3 separate regions of the Mus musculus genome follow, and regions 2 and 3 are each linked to region 1. Evidence: chromatin contacts called from public HiChIP or PLAC-seq and Micro-C data. All regions are on one chromosome and are shown on one strand. The core of a region is the stretch at or near the end of the contact, and the rest is flanking DNA. Distances in the headings are between cores, read along the strand shown.

Evidence for each region. A called contact is a pair of places that touch in the nucleus more often than the background predicts. HiChIP or PLAC-seq counts read pairs in DNA pulled down with a chosen protein or histone mark.
Region 2: an HNF4G HiChIP or PLAC-seq map of pancreatic cancer cells shows a contact between it and region 1. The contact joins the promoter of Vwa1 here to the enhancer-like site in region 1. A contact is called at or near these places in 3 of 39 promoter capture datasets (embryonic stem cells, neutrophils and pre-B cells), 3 of 484 Hi-C or Micro-C datasets (the N1E-115 cell line, embryonic fibroblasts and rod photoreceptor), 2 of 115 datasets of contacts at active chromatin or transcription factors (embryonic stem cells and pancreatic cancer cells) and 3 of 9 other capture datasets (adipose tissue, embryonic stem cells and liver).
Region 3: a Micro-C map of trophoblast stem cells shows a contact between it and region 1, with 6 times the contacts expected there. The contact joins the promoter of 5830444B04Rik here to the enhancer-like site in region 1. A contact is called at or near these places in 1 of 39 promoter capture datasets (hippocampal neurons), 7 of 484 Hi-C or Micro-C datasets (the N1E-115 cell line, embryonic stem cells, neural progenitor cells and 1 more), 1 of 115 datasets of contacts at active chromatin or transcription factors (the 230-238 cell line) and 4 of 9 other capture datasets (adipose tissue, embryonic stem cells, liver and 1 more).

Annotation. Positions count from the first base shown.
Region 1 is chr4:155,580,345-155,585,494 of GRCm38.p6, reverse strand. Nadk (NAD kinase) reads right to left here. Exons shown (of 12, transcript NM_001159637.1): 4 at 1,229-1,358; 5 at 235-343; 6 at 46-131. Among named protein-coding and RNA genes, the nearest start is that of Slc35e2, 18 kb to the left of the region's middle. Within about 2 kb of position 3,039, at least 118 of the 459 cell types and tissues checked have an H3K27ac peak or open chromatin away from gene starts, as enhancers often do. A contact at or near this core is called in the 230-238 cell line, adipose tissue, embryonic fibroblasts and 2 more, where this site is marked.
Region 2 is chr4:155,772,515-155,777,664 of GRCm38.p6, reverse strand. It overlaps Vwa1 (von Willebrand factor A domain containing 1), which reads left to right and starts at 3,104. Exons shown (of 4, transcript NM_147776.4): 1 at 3,104-3,235; 2 at 4,399-4,956. The coding sequence starts at 3,163.
Region 3 is chr4:155,419,034-155,424,183 of GRCm38.p6, reverse strand. It overlaps 5830444B04Rik (RIKEN cDNA 5830444B04 gene), which reads left to right and starts at 2,480. Exons shown (of 3, transcript NR_102284.1): 1 at 2,480-2,551. Cfap74 (cilia and flagella associated protein 74) reads right to left here. Exons shown (of 39, transcript NM_001368738.1): 5 at 3,839-3,937; 6 at 1,880-1,984; 7 at 1,436-1,609; 8 at 815-925; 9 at 172-274.

The DNA.
Region 1 (5,150 bases), core at 1,790-4,289:
CTCACACTGTACCCCAAAATACAACACCCTAAAACATAGCCTTACCTGGAAAAGTGAGGAGGCATAGAGCAAGGTGCCATCTCCTCCAAGGCATATGATGAAGTCTATCTGGTTGGAAATGTCATCATAGTCTAGAAGACAAACACAGAATGTGGGAACTGTTGTCACACAAACCCTAAAGATACCAAGAGGCAGAGTGCTAATGGCTTCTGCCACCTGAGGGGCTCAAGTCACCTTCACGGAACGTGCAGAACTTCTTCTTCACTGGTCCAAAGTTTTCATCACTCACTATAGCAGGGTCTTCCAGAACTTTCTTTTCCACATACACGATCATGTTGTTTTCCTGCAAGCAGAGAATGCATGGGAGCCCCTGCCAGCCCATCAGGCCCTCACCAGTGCAGTCCAGGTCATGCTGGCTTTTCCACTTTGGGAAGGTGTGAAAAAAGACGTTTTCTTGGCTAGCAAGTCATTTCCATTTCTCAGGTCATCGCACTGCAGTCAAGAACACTGCTACTCAGGGTATCATAGAGGCTTTTTCCCAAACAGGCTCTTCTAAGCCCAGTGGCTCTGGGTTTTGAGGGAGCTGAAGTCATATACTGAAGGGCCACAGGACTTTGAGGTGCAATTTTTAGCCTTAGATTTCCAGAGGTGGCACCTCTGGGGGGGTGACTAGGAGTAAAGCCATCAGGGTAGAGCCACACCACTGCGTTCTTGTGGCTTTACAGAAAGAAGGAAAAGCCAGAAGATATCTGTACACATATTTGAGAACACACTATCTCTTGACAAATGCTGTCCTATGCCTTGGGGCTCTGCAGGGAAGATGGCCATCATCAGATGTGGCACCTGGACTTTGCATCTTCAAAATCACAGGCTAAAACAAACCTCTCTTTCTTAAAACTTACCCAGACAAGGGAGATGTGCTATTAGCAGCATCAAAGGGATTGAGGTGAGGGTTAAGTGCTGCAACAAGACTCAGGAGGTAGTGTGTTGGAGGGTCTGAGGTCAGGAGGGCAATGTCCTCATGAACACGTGACACAGTACAGGGCTCCTCCATCAGGGGTTTCTGAGCCCCCCAGCACTACAGGCTGCTAAGTATCTTTTAGGATGCTTCAGACATCTAAGTAAAAGGCCTGTTGAGTTCTTGGCTCTGCCACCCTGGCCAAGTCTCTTCCCAATGCCAGAGTAGGATGCATCAACCCAAGCCTGGACCAGATCCTGCTTGCCTTACCTCCATGAGGTATATGCAGAGCTCTTTGAAGGGCTGCAGTAAGCTGGCATCTCGGATCTTTTTGATGACAAGCACACTCTTGGGAGACTTGTTCCATGTCAACCGTTGACTTGCAGGGTCCTGGATGTGCCTTTGGGGAGAGAAAAGAGCTCATACCAGCAGTTGTCTTTTCCTTGAGGAATTTGGAAAAATAAAAATAGCCACAAACCAGAAAAAAGGAGAACTACATTGCCAACTATATGTACACCGTCAGCACTGGCTGCCATCAGGGATAGCTGTCAGCCAACCTGCAGCCACATACCAGGAACACAATGGTTCTAGAGCAACTGTCCTTAGCTGCCAGTAGACCTTGAAGACCCACCCTGCCCAGCCACTGTCTGCAAGACTTTGGCCATATCCTCTTGGGCACCCTGCTTGCCAACTGTACCTATAATCATCTTCATGGGCCAGATCACATGTATTATGGTGGGGACAGAGATGGCATAAAGCAACAGAGAGGAAATCCTAGGCTACCTGTCAGCCTATAGAGGACATCTGTTCCTCATAGAACCTAGAACAGCTGGATTCAAGACTCTGTCCTGGGTCTACTATGGACCATTTCCAGTCCCAGGACCCTTCAGAACATGTGTTTCCTTTGATGAACCTACCTGGAGGGTGTATGGCCTACCTCTTTATGCTACTGTATAAACTTAGCTGAGTCTTATTTATTAATTAAAATCAATATAAGTATTAGTTAAACTAATAATAATTAAAATTAATAATTATTATTAATTTTTTGAAAGAGGTACTTAGTATGTGGCCTCGACTGGCTTGGAACGTATTATACAGACCAAGTTAGCCTCAAATTCATAGAGATCTACCTGTTTTCCCTCCTGAGTGTTGAGATTAAAGGCATGACCTGGTACCATGCCTGGCCTAGTAAATCTTCATTTCTGAAGTCCAACACAATTTCCCCAATTATGAAATGTGTTCTAGCAGTCTGTGAGAACCCACAACCAACCTTCAAAATTATGACACAAAGTACTGAAAGCCTCAGAGGCCACTAGTGGTCAAAGCACTCACCTGTTACTGGCATTTCTGGGAGGGGAGAGGCCGCTCATCGCTGCCTCTCTGAGCCTCCACCTTCTAGGAGACAGCAGGCACATCCCCAGCATTGCAGTGTTCCCTCACCACACACACACACAGCCCTGTCTGGCCACCATGCTCCTAGCTGTGTATTACACTGAGTTTAATTTTTGTATCCTCAAAACTGAAAGCAAAATGTCGAAGACTTGTCAAGGTCCTATAGCAGTGTTCTCTAAACTATGAAATCAAATAAACAAAAACATAGACTCCCTTCTGACTACATGGCCCTTCTGCCTCATCATCTGGTTTAAAAATGAAAAAACACAAGGTTAACTATTAAGAGCAAAGAGGGCCAGTCTCAGCTCCCTGCTCCTAAAGAAGGGCCAGGACCACCTGCCTAGCAGCCCTGGCAGGGCAGTGCCCAGGCCAGGCAGTGCCCAGGCCGCTGAGAACCAGGAGCATGGAAAAGGCAGGCCCGCCCACAGGGAGGCGGTCGCAGGCCACCGGCAGGTGAAAGGGCTGCAGGTGAAAGGAGATCACTCCCTAAACTTACCAGACTCCGGGTTCCAGAGAATGTGGGTGGATCATAGACCTCTGCCCCACTACAGAGCTCCAAGCCCACACCCTGTGTCCAGCAGCCAGCCTATCCTGCCCATGTGTGGGTTATGACTGCCTCAGGCAGGCCCAGCCCAAGACTCTTTCAGCCCCAAAGCTCAGCAGGGTTCAGCATGTGTCACCAGCATTATTATATGCAGGCCAAGGCCTCCCTGTGACCACAAACCAGCTCAACTTCCTGTTGTGTCATCTACAGAGGAATGGTGACCATTCCAGGAAGTCTGGGATTCAGGTGCCATGTGGAGCTGACAGGCTCATGGCCTGTCAGAACCAGCTCTGAGTGATCTGCTGTGCCAGCCAAGGATGCATGGCCACTGTGCCATACAACAGAGGTTGGCATCCCCGTAAGGAAAACACAGTCTCAAAGTAATGAGGAAACGAAAACTCCTCCTAAGTCCTCCATGCTGCCTCGGGAATACTTGATACTTGATACTTGGCAAACGTATAAAGCCCTCTTTTTTATTTTTTATTTATTTATTTATTTTTTTGAGACAGGGTTTCATTGTGTAGCCCTGGCTGTCCTGGAACTTACTCTAGACCAGGCTGGCCTCGAACTCAGAAATCCTGCCTCTGCCTCCCAAGTGCTGGGATTAAAGGCGTGCGCCACCAATGCCCCATAAGGCCCTCATTTTTATAACATAGGTGTTACACTGACATATAGAGGTATACAGAGATGCAGGTGACAGAGCTGTACCTCAGAGCCTAGAACAAATGGTCCCAGGCAGAGCAGAGAAAGGTGCCTGTCTAGACATTAACCCATAGTCCTAAAGTTCTCTCACTTGCACTTTCTGGTCTCAGAGAACGGCCTGCAGGCATTTTGTGTCCTGGCCTAAATAACTGATATCTAAGTAAAAACTGGCTGTGGGGGGCTGGAGAGATAGCTCAGCGACTAGGAGTGCATACTACTCCCCCAGCCTTGGGAGGCAAAGACAGTTGAATCTCTGAGTGTGAGACCAGACTGATCTAACAAACAAATTGAGTTCTAGGAGAGCCAGACTACCTAAAGAAACTATGACTTAAAACAAACAAAAAAAAAAAAAAAGGAAAAAAGGAAAAAAGGAGGTGGGGTTTACACTGCTCTTGATTTAGTTCCCAACACCCATATCTGGTAAAATCTGGAGTTACAATTGCCTGCAACTCCAGTTCCAGGGAGCCAAAAATATAATACAGTGTATTTACATATAATAAATAAATCTTTTTACAAAAAGATTTATTTATTTATTATATGTAAGTACACTGCAACTGTCTTCAGACACACCAGAAGAGGGAGTCAGATCTCATTACAGATGGTTGTGAGCCACCATGTGGTTGCTGGGATTTGAACTCTGGACCTTCGGAAGAGCAGTCGGGTGCTCTTACCCACTGAGCCATCTCACCAGCCCCCTAAATAAATCTTTAGAAATAAAATAAACAAGCAAAAACTGGCTGCTGTAGAGGCGTTAGGTAAGTGACAAAGCTAAGCTGTGCAGGAAGGGGCTGCAAGCAGCTGGTGGTTGGAAAATACAGGGGACCACTAGGATACTGGGAGGTGGTGGGCATGCATATGGGCACCAGACCAGGGACAGGAAGCAGGGGAGTGCCTAGAACTCTGGGTGATGGGGAGCTAGGGAGGGCCACACGTGGGACAGACAATGACACAGTGGATATTAGCAGAAGGCTTGGGGTTGGTGTAATTATGATTGCTGGATGCATGGATAAGAGAGTATACAACATGTCAAGATACAACATGTCAAGATACAACATGTCAAGAACCGTTGCTTCCAATGATATACATTTAGCAGCAACAGCAGCAGCAGCAGCAATAACTCACAACTCTGCTCTGTGAACTTGTAGGCCTTGGACAATTTTCCTCAAAAGCACTAATACTAGCATCCCTGCATCCCTAAGGGTGTAAACCATTACTGGGATTTACACCAACCCTGCAGCCAAGGTTCCTTTTAAGAGCAGTTCCTTGGATGGCCTGCAGGTGGCAGAAAAGCAAGGATGCGGTCTCCTCCAAGAGGAAGCTTGGAGCAGGGGGCTTCAACCAGGGTTGTGACCACTTTGGGGGCTGTATATCAGATATCCTACCCATGAGATATCTACACTGTAATTTGTAATACTAGGAAAATTACAGTTATGAAGTAGGAATGAAATAACTCTATGGTTGGGGGTCCCCACAACATGAGGAAGTGTATTAAAGGGTCGCAGCATAAGGGAGGATGAGGACCACTGCTGAGAGGGTCATACATAGCCTTGGGTC
Region 2 (5,150 bases), core at 1,855-4,354, 190 kb before region 1:
GGTTTTCATGTGAGATATAAACAACAGGACAACCTGGACGGTGGTGGCAGATGCCTTTAACCTCATGCCTTTAACCCCTTTAATCTTAGCCCTCAGGATCGGAGACAGGCAGATCTCTGTGAATTTGGGGTCAGCTTAGTCTATAGAGTGAGTTCTAGGACAGCCAGAGCTACACAGAGAAACCCTGTCTCAAAAAAAAAAAAAATTAAAGAGAAAGAGAAAAGAAAAAAGACAAAAGAAACATGACATTTTTAGGACATTTCAGCCTGGTGGAAGTGGGAGAAATTTCCCTATTGGCAACCATCCTAGTTAGCTTTAACTTGATAGAGCCCAGTGTTATCTGAAAAGGAAGTCTCAATTGAGGGATCCTCAGATCAGGCTGGCCTGTGGGCATGTCTGTGGGGGATTGTTTTATGTAATTGGTGTAGGAGGACCCAGCCCACTATGGACTGTTCCATTGCCTCAGCAAGCAGTCCTGAGTTGTATAAGAAGGCTAGCTAAGCATGAGTCAGTGAGCCAGCCAGCAGTGTCCCTCCATGAAAAACAACAACAGAACCAGCATGACAAACAGCAGCTCACAGTTAGGGTGGAGGGGCAGGGGCAGGGCAGGCAGCTCTGTCCTCATCTGAGGTCAAGGGTCAGGTCAGAGGCCCCAGGAGCTGCCCTTTTCCCTAGGGTTGAACATGACCACAGCCATCTGTAGACAAAAGGCCCTTCTTCTCTGCAGAAGCCTGGCTGTGGGAGGGAAGGAACATTCTCTTGGTCCTTGGTTGGAAGCAGGGCACTCTGCTAAAAGCATGTCTTTGGGTTTCAGGAAACCCCTCCACCTACCTGCAGACAGACAGGGCGGGCCAGCTCCTCCAGGAAATGAGGCATAGGGCTTCCCTGTCCTGAGCTAAAGCTATGGGGGCAGGATAGATTTAGCATCGGGGGCAGTCCTTCCTCTTAGGTTCCTAGATTGACAGGAACAAGCAGGGGCAGTCCCTGGAGGCTGAGGACTGAGAGGTCAGGGTCTCCCTGGCCTGGCACATCTTTGCCTGGGAGACCACATTTCTGCCCTTTCTCCTCCCATGAGCCTGTCTTCCAAGGCTCCTGGACCATTGTGTCTGGGCTTCCTTTGTTGACTGCCTCAAGCCTAGACCTGACCCTGACCACTGCATCCTTGGCAAGTCCCATAGCCCTTTTGATGTCTGTGAGTTCTCTCTCTCTCTCTCTCTCTCTCTCTCTCTCTCTCTCTCTCTCTCTCTCTCTCCCTCCCTCCCTCCCTCTCTCTCTCTCTCTCTTTCTTTCTTTTTGTTTTTTTGTTTTTTGAGGTAGGGTTTCTCTGTGTATCCCTGGCTGTCCTGGAACTCACTCTGTAGACCAGGCTGGCCTCGAACTCAGAAATCCACCTGCCTCTGCCTCCCAAGTGCTGGGATTACAGGCATGCGCCACCACTGCCTGGCGTCTGTGTGTTGTCTGAAGGTGGGGAAACACTGCAAGACAAAAGGATAAGATTTTTCTGGTGGCTGAGCAGGAGATATGGATGATAGAAAGGGTGTCCCAAGGAATTTGGCAGCAGAAGCAACTTGGCCTGAGCCCAAGTCCGGCAGGTTGAGCCCAGTTTGGATAGGGCTTGGTGGAGACTGGGTCTCTTGTGCTCTCTCCATCTGATGGTGAGGCCAAAGGAAAGAGAAAGCTACTTCCCTGAGTCACAGCCAAGAAGACCTGATCATTTTTTCCAGAAGGGTTGGAAATAGGGCAGACTGAGGTATGACTGTAGGCTTGAGGGCTATGAGCCTCTCCTTCCTCTAAGACCCAGCTCCCTGGCAGAGCAAGCCTGACATAATAAGATTCTTCTGGATACCCTGTGTCCTCTGCTTATTCACAATGCAACAATGTATCTGGAGCTGGAGGTTGTTGGTGTCCACAGTCTTTGAGGGACTCACATGCACTGCTCTCATCCTCAAGGCTCAGGCAGAAGCATCGAGAACTTTCTGGTCCATTCAGAGGCCTGAGGTCTGTGGAGTGAAGCCAACACCCAGTGCCAAGATTCCCGGCAACGGGGTGGGGGACGGCAGCAGGACATAGCTCTTACTTGTTCCTGCAGCTAGCTTCTCAGGCTCAGCTGTATTGCTTCCTTTTTTAGGCAAAGCAGAGCTCAGGCACAGTCCTCAAGGCCCCACAGTGTCTCACCTGCCAGAAATGGAGGAAGTAAAACCATTGAGTCCCATCCGTCCTCCCTGCTGAGCATCCTCTTGCTGAGAGTGGGAAGGGAGGAGACATCCTGCCAGACAACACCCCCTCCTATGTGGGCCTCCATTCCAAATACTATAATTATTTACAGGAAAGCATCTTAAGGGCCGCGGTCTGTGCAGCCCTTCTGAAGGGCTCAATGTCCTGTGAACAACACTTGTAGACAGCTTCCTTTGGTCTGGGCTTAGCACTGACTGCAGGACCCAACTTTAGATGGCCAGTGGGTCTCTAATCCTGCTGGGGTCTGACCTGGGTGTAGCCCTGGAGCCCTGTTTGGGTAGTACATAGGACAGCAATAGGCCACTGTGTCTTTTCCTCCAAGAATTCAGGTGAGAGTTCTGGCAAGGTGGAGGCTCTTCATTCTGTAAGAAGCTTCTCATATGCTCCTGTCTCCTCTGAGGGCTGCGTCATTGCTTTCAAGTCTTTGGAGAAAGCCGGCTGCTCCTCCAGTTTATAGCCAAATTGGGTCCTTGTTGAGAGAAGGTTGCTTCTTTGTATAGCCCCACTTCTAAGGTTCTTTTGTCTTGTAAGGCTCTCCTGTCTTCAGGAGCTTTGCAGATCAGCAACTGCGGGGTGCGGGGGGGGGGGGAACCCTAAGGAGTAGGGGAGGAGGAGTGAGGAGGAGAATATGGACAACACATATTGCCGCCTGCAAAAGAGAGATGGGAATGTCTGTCAGCACACGCCCACACCTATATGCCTTTGTGGTTGCTGCGTGTCACCGCAAGTCCGGGACCGCTATGGCATGCATCACCGTGCAGTCTGTGCAGATTGGCCTCTGCGCGAGCGACTGAGTGCACGCGCCTCCCAAGCAGGAGTGGCCGCGAGTGGGTGTGGCTTCTCCGAGGTGGGTGGGGCCTGACTCACGGTAGGAGGGCAAGTTAGCAGCCAGCTGTGGTCGATCAAGAGCCCGCCACTCCAGGCGCGATGCTGTTCTGGACTGCGTTCAGCATGGCTTTGAGTCTGCGGTTGGCATTGGCGCGGAGCAGCATAGAGCGCGGTAAGTGTGGTGAAACCCGGATTCCAATTCTTCATAGCCGATCCGCTGCTGCCCACGCGGGTCATGAACTGTCCAGGTGCAGCCGCCGAACCAGTAGGTGGGAAGGCCGGGGGAGCGGGTGGGGCACACGCCAGCACCTCAGCCACCTGCGGTGGGCGCTCGGAGACATTCTTGGTGACTCAACTGAGCTAGAGCTGGACTTGGAGCGCCTGAGGCTACGGTCCCCCCCACTCCATCCCCCTCCCCCGTCCCGTCCCACCCCGCACCTCAGACATGGATTGTGGAGAAAGATGTTTAAGAGGTCTCCCTGACTCAGTTTCCTTACCTCTGAAAGGTCCCTCAGTAGAAAGGAGGTAAGAATATTGGAATGGCCACACCATGAGGGGGAAACCCCAAAGCCAGGACTAAATCCAGGCACTTGAGAGCTGTTGCGTATTTGAGTCTTAGTGATGGAAGGTCTCATCAGTACCTCAGCCGGCTGGGCAGGAAGAAAAGGGGATAAAAGGGAAGGCTCGCTAGACAATGGTTGGGTCCTCAGGCTGCTGCGGATGGGTATATCCTGCTTTCTTGGTACAGATGAAGCAGGGGATGGGGGCCAGGGGAGGGGAGGGGTGATGTCATCTGTAACCAGTCAGGACTCCAGTCTGGCCCTCTTATGGGCAGGAAGGGCTGTTCAGTGTGTGGTCTTCCCCATCTCTTCACTTTTGCTCTCCCATCCTCTCTTGTTGTCCCATGGGCTCAGAGTCCATTGCTTCACCTGGAAGATGAATAACCTCACTTAACTTCATCCTAGAGGTGTCCCTTCTGAAAATCAAGTATCAGGGAAGCATTGCATGTGGCTCAGGCCCCTCCTGAATACAGAATGTTCTACCTGCATGCAGTGTCTATTGAGGACAAGGGTCAGCATTTACCTACTAAAGGAGCACGGGGACAGCCCAGGATGCCCTGGGTACATGGACATTGTACAGTTGGGAACCAGAGGAGAGTGTGGGCCTTTTGTTGGCATTTATAGCCCCATTCTGAAGATTCTCTACCTGTATCTTTGGGCAAAGGCAAGCAAGCATGTGCTTAAAGAAAGTTCAGACCTTTGGGGGTGGTTCTGCCCTGGGCAAGGGGGTGCCTGGCAGGGCTACCTTGACTGAACCCCTTGTCTTTTCCTCTAGGTTCCACAGCATCAGACCCCCAGGGGGACCTGTTGTTCCTGTTGGACAGCTCAGCCAGCGTGTCACACTATGAGTTCTCAAGAGTTCGGGAATTTGTGGGGCAGCTGGTGGCTACGATGTCTTTCGGACCCGGGGCTCTGCGTGCTAGTCTGGTGCACGTGGGCAGCCAGCCTCACACAGAGTTTACTTTTGACCAGTACAGTTCAGGCCAGGCTATACAGGATGCCATCCGTGTTGCACCCCAACGTATGGGTGATACCAACACAGGCCTGGCACTGGCTTATGCCAAAGAACAATTGTTTGCTGAGGAAGCAGGTGCCCGGCCAGGGGTTCCCAAGGTGCTGGTGTGGGTGACAGATGGTGGCTCCAGCGACCCCGTGGGCCCCCCTATGCAGGAGCTCAAGGACCTGGGTGTCACCATCTTCATTGTCAGCACTGGCCGAGGCAACCTGTTGGAGCTGTTGGCAGCTGCCTCGGCTCCTGCCGAGAAGCACCTACACTTTGTGGATGTGGATGATCTTCCTATCATTGCCCGGGAGCTGCGGGGCTCCATAACTGGTAGGTGGGAAGAGGCAGGTCCTGTGAATCCCTAGCTGACAGCTTGCTGCAGGGAGAGGATCTGTGTGGAGACCAGGGAGAACCCATGAGCCTGGTGCCCTTGAGTATGTGATAGTGGCCCACCCAGTCTCTGCATACCATCCAGGCACGTACTCCTTCTGGGTGCCTACATGTACCCTGACACCTGGGTTATA
Region 3 (5,150 bases), core at 1,231-3,730, 160 kb after region 1:
GTCTGCAGTCCAGCTAGGAAGCCTGTGGTAGAGGCGTGGTAAACCGTCAGGCTGAGCAGGCTGGCAGGCTCATGGCCAGAGCCCAAGGATAGAAGAATTCTGGCTCCCAAGAGCAAGACCCAGGGGGGTAGGTAGCCAGTTGGTTAGATATACTGGAGAGGCTGGTCCTACCCGACTGGCAGTGATGTTGTTCTTCAGGGACAGCACGGCATCCATGCGCCGTTGCATGTGCGTGCGCGACTCCATCTCTTCCTTCTGCTCTCGCTCACGAACTCTGCAGTAATGTGCATTTTGTTTATTTTTTACTTTTGTTTGTCTCTTTTGTGTCCAGGTTTCTCTATGGATCCCCAGCTGTTCTGGAACTTGCTATGTAGACTAGGCTGGTCCCAAACTCAGAGATCAACCTGCCTGTCTCCTGAGTGCTGGAATTGAAGGGTGTGCCACTGTGCCCGGTGAAACGTGCACTTTCACTAGGGATGTGTGCAGGCACTGCCGGCGATTACAGAGCTATAGGAGCCTTAGGTGCTGATCACCTCTATAAATGCTGACAATGTGAGGGTGCATGGGTAGGCTCTCTGTCAGGGCTGTGCCCATGAGACCCGTAGCTGGGATGTTCCCTACACTCTAGGGCTTCATTGTGTCTCATGCTCCTCTTGCAAATACAAATAGCTTCTTAAAATAAAACTGCAGATATATTTGTTTCTGATAATTAGTTAATGACTTAATTAGAAGATCTCAAAGTGAAATCTAGGAACCCACATTCCTGTATTCCCCAAGGGCATTGATGGAAGAAAGATTTAAGGTGAGAACCCACCTTCCCAGAGAGGCCTTCAGGAACTTCACTGCGATCCTGTGGTTTCTCTGGGCATCTTCCACTAGCTTCTGATGTCTCAGCCCCAGCTCCTTTTGTGTATGCAAAGATTTCCTGCAGTGACACAAGCAGAAACAGGAATAAGTGTCACATATACTTGCCTGTCACAGATATTAAAGTGCAGCTGGGACCTCCAGTGTGAGGAAGTCACCAAAAACAGGGCTTGACGCAGGCTGGGCAGGAATCTGACAGGAGAAGAGATCAGCAAAGACGGTGGCATAAAGAGGTGAGAGGGGCTTCTCTATCTGGAGAATCCAGTAGCCCTGAAGTCCCTGGGGGTCGGTGGTTAAGCAGAGGTAGGACTCAGTGCTCTCTGAGGCTTGTGTAGGGAAAGGGGTATCCAGATGTGTGATGGAGCCAGAGAACAGCACAGCTGGAAGGAATAAAGGAATACGCAGAGGGAAGGGTCTGATGGTGCAGGTCAGTGGTGACTGTGGGCACGTAACATGGAGCCATTGCAGGACCCGTGGCACGGATGCAAAGAGGGAACTGTGAGCTGGTTCTAGAGAGCCTGGGTGTAGAACATGAAGGAACTGGCTATGGCCAGGTCTGGGTGGCGCTTACCGGGCCCTCAGCAGGCGGTTCTTTTCTGACTTCTCCATGGCTTCTCTTTCCCTTTGAAGCTGCCGAGCAGAGTGTACCTCAAGGCCCCTCTGTCTAGCTTCTGCCTCTGCTTCATGGTGCTTCCGGACATCCTCAAATTGCCCCTTCTGGATCTCAATGTGCCACATGGCATTCCTTGTGAAAATGGAACATTTGTTGTTTTAGTTACTAAGATTATAAACAAAAGTGAGGAGACTGAAAAAAATTCAGTGTAAAAGTTTTCCTTTCAGCTGCTTTAACATGTCACCTTTTCATTAATTCCTAAGCATCTAGAAAGTGAAAAGCAAATTACCCTTTATACTCAAATTAGAAACTGTCCCACAAACTGCTCTGAGGTCTGTGTCCTGTGTAAGTTAGCCAGGTGCTAACTTACAAAGCCCGTCTTTCAGGCTCTTGCAAACTTACTCGCTGTCCTTCAGCATGGCTGTGATTTTGGACTGCAGATCTTTCTCGTTCTCTAGCTCTGTTTGCAGGCGCCTGGATGCAGCCTGGAGACGGCCAATAGCAGCCCTGGAGAACAACAGAATGGACCGCAGGTCAGCACGATGGCCTTACTGATAAAGCTGAGGACAACCTGGTGCTTTCCCTTGGCCATCCCTCACTCAGGAGGAAGTCCATCAAAAGCAGATGATCAGAGGTGAGATCCTGTGCTGTCAAGTAATGTTATTAGACGCATTCTCACGCCCGGCCAGGAAAGACGCAACAGACCAGAATCTTCTGCGGCAAAACTTTATTGCTTACATCTTTGGGAGCCAGGAGGGCAAGCGCCCAGCGCCCAGCCCCAAAAACGAAAGCCCCTTCAATAATGAAACCGAAACCCCTTCCCTCTTTAGGAGAGTTATATTTCGCCTAGGACGCATCACTCCCTGATTGGCTGCAGCCCATGGCCGAGCTGACGTTCACGGGAAAGGTAGAGTACAAGTAGTCATAAAATACCCTTGGCTCATGCGCAGATTATTTGTTTACCACTTAGAACACAGGATGTCAGCGCCATCTTGTGACGGCGAATGTGGGGGCGGCTCCCAACAAAGTAAGGCGCTTCCTACACCCATTTCCAGCTGGCCAAGTAGGACCAAGGTAGGGCCTTATCTGGGGCCTGCGGAGGTCAGAGGTTGGCTGGGTGGGGGTTTTGTTTTTATCTCCACTCATGTATTCTCTGATATTGGCCTCTCACTTTCTCTTAGGAAACTAGAAGCCAAAGTCCTACTTGTCAGGCCTTGAGTTCAGGAAGGACTGGCACACTCCCTGAAACACTCCCGAGGCCTGGCACACTCCCTCAGAATTACTCTGAGTCTTCGCTCTGTTCCTCTTCTTTCCTAGCATACAGCTCTTAGTGTGCCGTCTACTGTTGTTGAGGCCCAATCATACCGCCAGATGCAGGCCTTTATGCAGGGTGAGCAGAGTTCTCCTCTCAGCAGTATGTTTGCAGGGAAAGCTGAAAGGCCTGAGAGCACGGGACATGGATGAAGTGCGCCTGCATGTGTGTAGTGCTGGTGGGCACATTGTCCATAACTCATCGACTCATCGTCTGTGGACACTGAGCTGCTGATCCACAGAATCAGATGGGGTTTTTAACCCCACAGAGAGCCAGGTGTGGTGGCTCAGTCTTGTGAGTCTAGGGTTTGTGAGACAGAGGACTGTGAATTTGGGGATAGGATAGACTTCAGAGTTAGAGTCTGTCTCTAAACAAATAAGGCAACAGATATAAACACTCTACAAATCAGCCATTTCCACCAGTGACCAACGCTACAACTTCCACTTCACGAGCTTCATGGACGCAGCCTTGTCTCTTCCCCGATCGCAGCATTCTATACTAGCATTTCTGTTCTTTCCTTTGAGCGCTTGCGTGTGCACGGGTCCATGTGTGTCCATGTGTGTGTGTATGCATATGCACTGTCACGTGTGTACCTGCATGTGCTGAGACACCAACATCAGATATCTTACTGGATCATTCTCCGCCTTATTCTTTTGAGACAGCCTCTGTTACCGAGTCTGAAACTCACAGATTTTGCTAGTCTTATCAGCCAGTCAGACCTCTGGACCCTCTTGTCTCTACTTCTTCTGTGTTGGGATTATTGGCATGCTCTGCACATGGGGGCTGGGGTCAGATGCAGGTTCTCACTCTTGGGTAGCAAGTATTTCACCAACTGAGCCAGCTCCTAGACTGACATTTCTTCTTTGTGCTATATTGTCTGTTTTGCCACCTGGAGAGATGCTATTTGCCTCTTAACTCTCTGAACACAGCTGGAACTTAACACTATTCTTTGTTGAATGAGTGAATGAGCCTCTGAGATATGACAGTGTCTTGGCCATCATGGTCACACTTGGCTGCCCAACCTCCTTGTAGGCCACAGGATGACCTACATGTTGTTGGCTTCTTTCTCTGTGGCGATCTCGGCTGCCAAGCTCTCCTGCTGCTTGTTGAGGAGGTCCATCCTCTGACGACAGATATGCAGCTCTCCTCTAGAACATTGAAATAAGAATTGGCATAATGTTTTCCTGAGGTTCTAGCCTCAGAAGGGACCAGTGGGGGCAGGGGAAGGAGAAAGCCTGAGGTCCAGGCCAAGGACTAATAATGCTTTGTTTTTCTAGGGGTCTCTGACTCTATCAAGTCACAGGACTGGGGGTATTTTCTAAAAACCCTGCCAAAGGGGCTAATCATGTAAATTTCTCCCAAAGGTGGTATGTCTGGGAAACAAAGGGAAGCACAGTTAACATGAACTTGTATAAGCACAGGCCTGAGGAGCATGCAGCTACTCAGGCTACATGGCTACAGCGCTTCATCAGCATGCTGCCACGCAGACCAGAGCAGTTCCCTGTGTAGGCCTGGATGAAAGGCTCACTCCTGCTATTCAACTTTCACCTCAGCGGGAAGTGACGGAACACAACCAAGCATGAGTTCTAAAGGACACCCAAAGGATGTCAGGACACTGCAACACGCCATTGCTGTTGGGTAAAATCCTATACCCACATGACATCAGGTGCTGATGTCATGAAAAAAGATACTTTTCAGAGACGCTGAAATAGGAGCGAGAAAAGCCGACCACAATGATCTAGGGGTGCCATGAGGGGACAGTTGCCTCATAGTAGTGTCCAACTTTCCTGTGTGTTGGGGACATACTCAGTATTCAGCTGACTATGCTAGCAGGCCAAGTGCCAGGGAGCCAAGGCCAGCAGGGCCCTGAGAAGTAGCAGGTTATCCACCAAGAATAACCTCTGTCACACCTGAAATGTGCAGAAAAGAGATGTTCATGGAGGCCCCAGCAGGACCCAGGAGCACCTTAGTTCTCTGGGAGCTTGTCTAGACTGAGGGAGAGGGAAAGGAGGTGGAGCGCTCCCCACCTGTTCAGGCTTGTGAGGTTGCTCCCTGCTCAGAACTCTCAAGAAAACAAAAGGCGGGCTGGTGAGATGGCTCAGCAGTTAAGAGCACTGACTGCTCTTCCAAAGGTCTGAAGTTCAAATCCCAGCAACCACATGGTGGCTCACAACCATCCGTAATGAGATCTGATGCCCTCTTGTAGGGTGTCTGAAGACAGCTACAGTGTACTTACATATAATAAATAAATAAATCTTAAAAAGGAAGAGAGAGAGAGAGAGAGAGAGAGAGAGAGAGAGAGAGAGAAAGAAAGAGAAAGCAAGCAAGCAAAAGGCAGGACCTCCCACATGGATGCTGGGC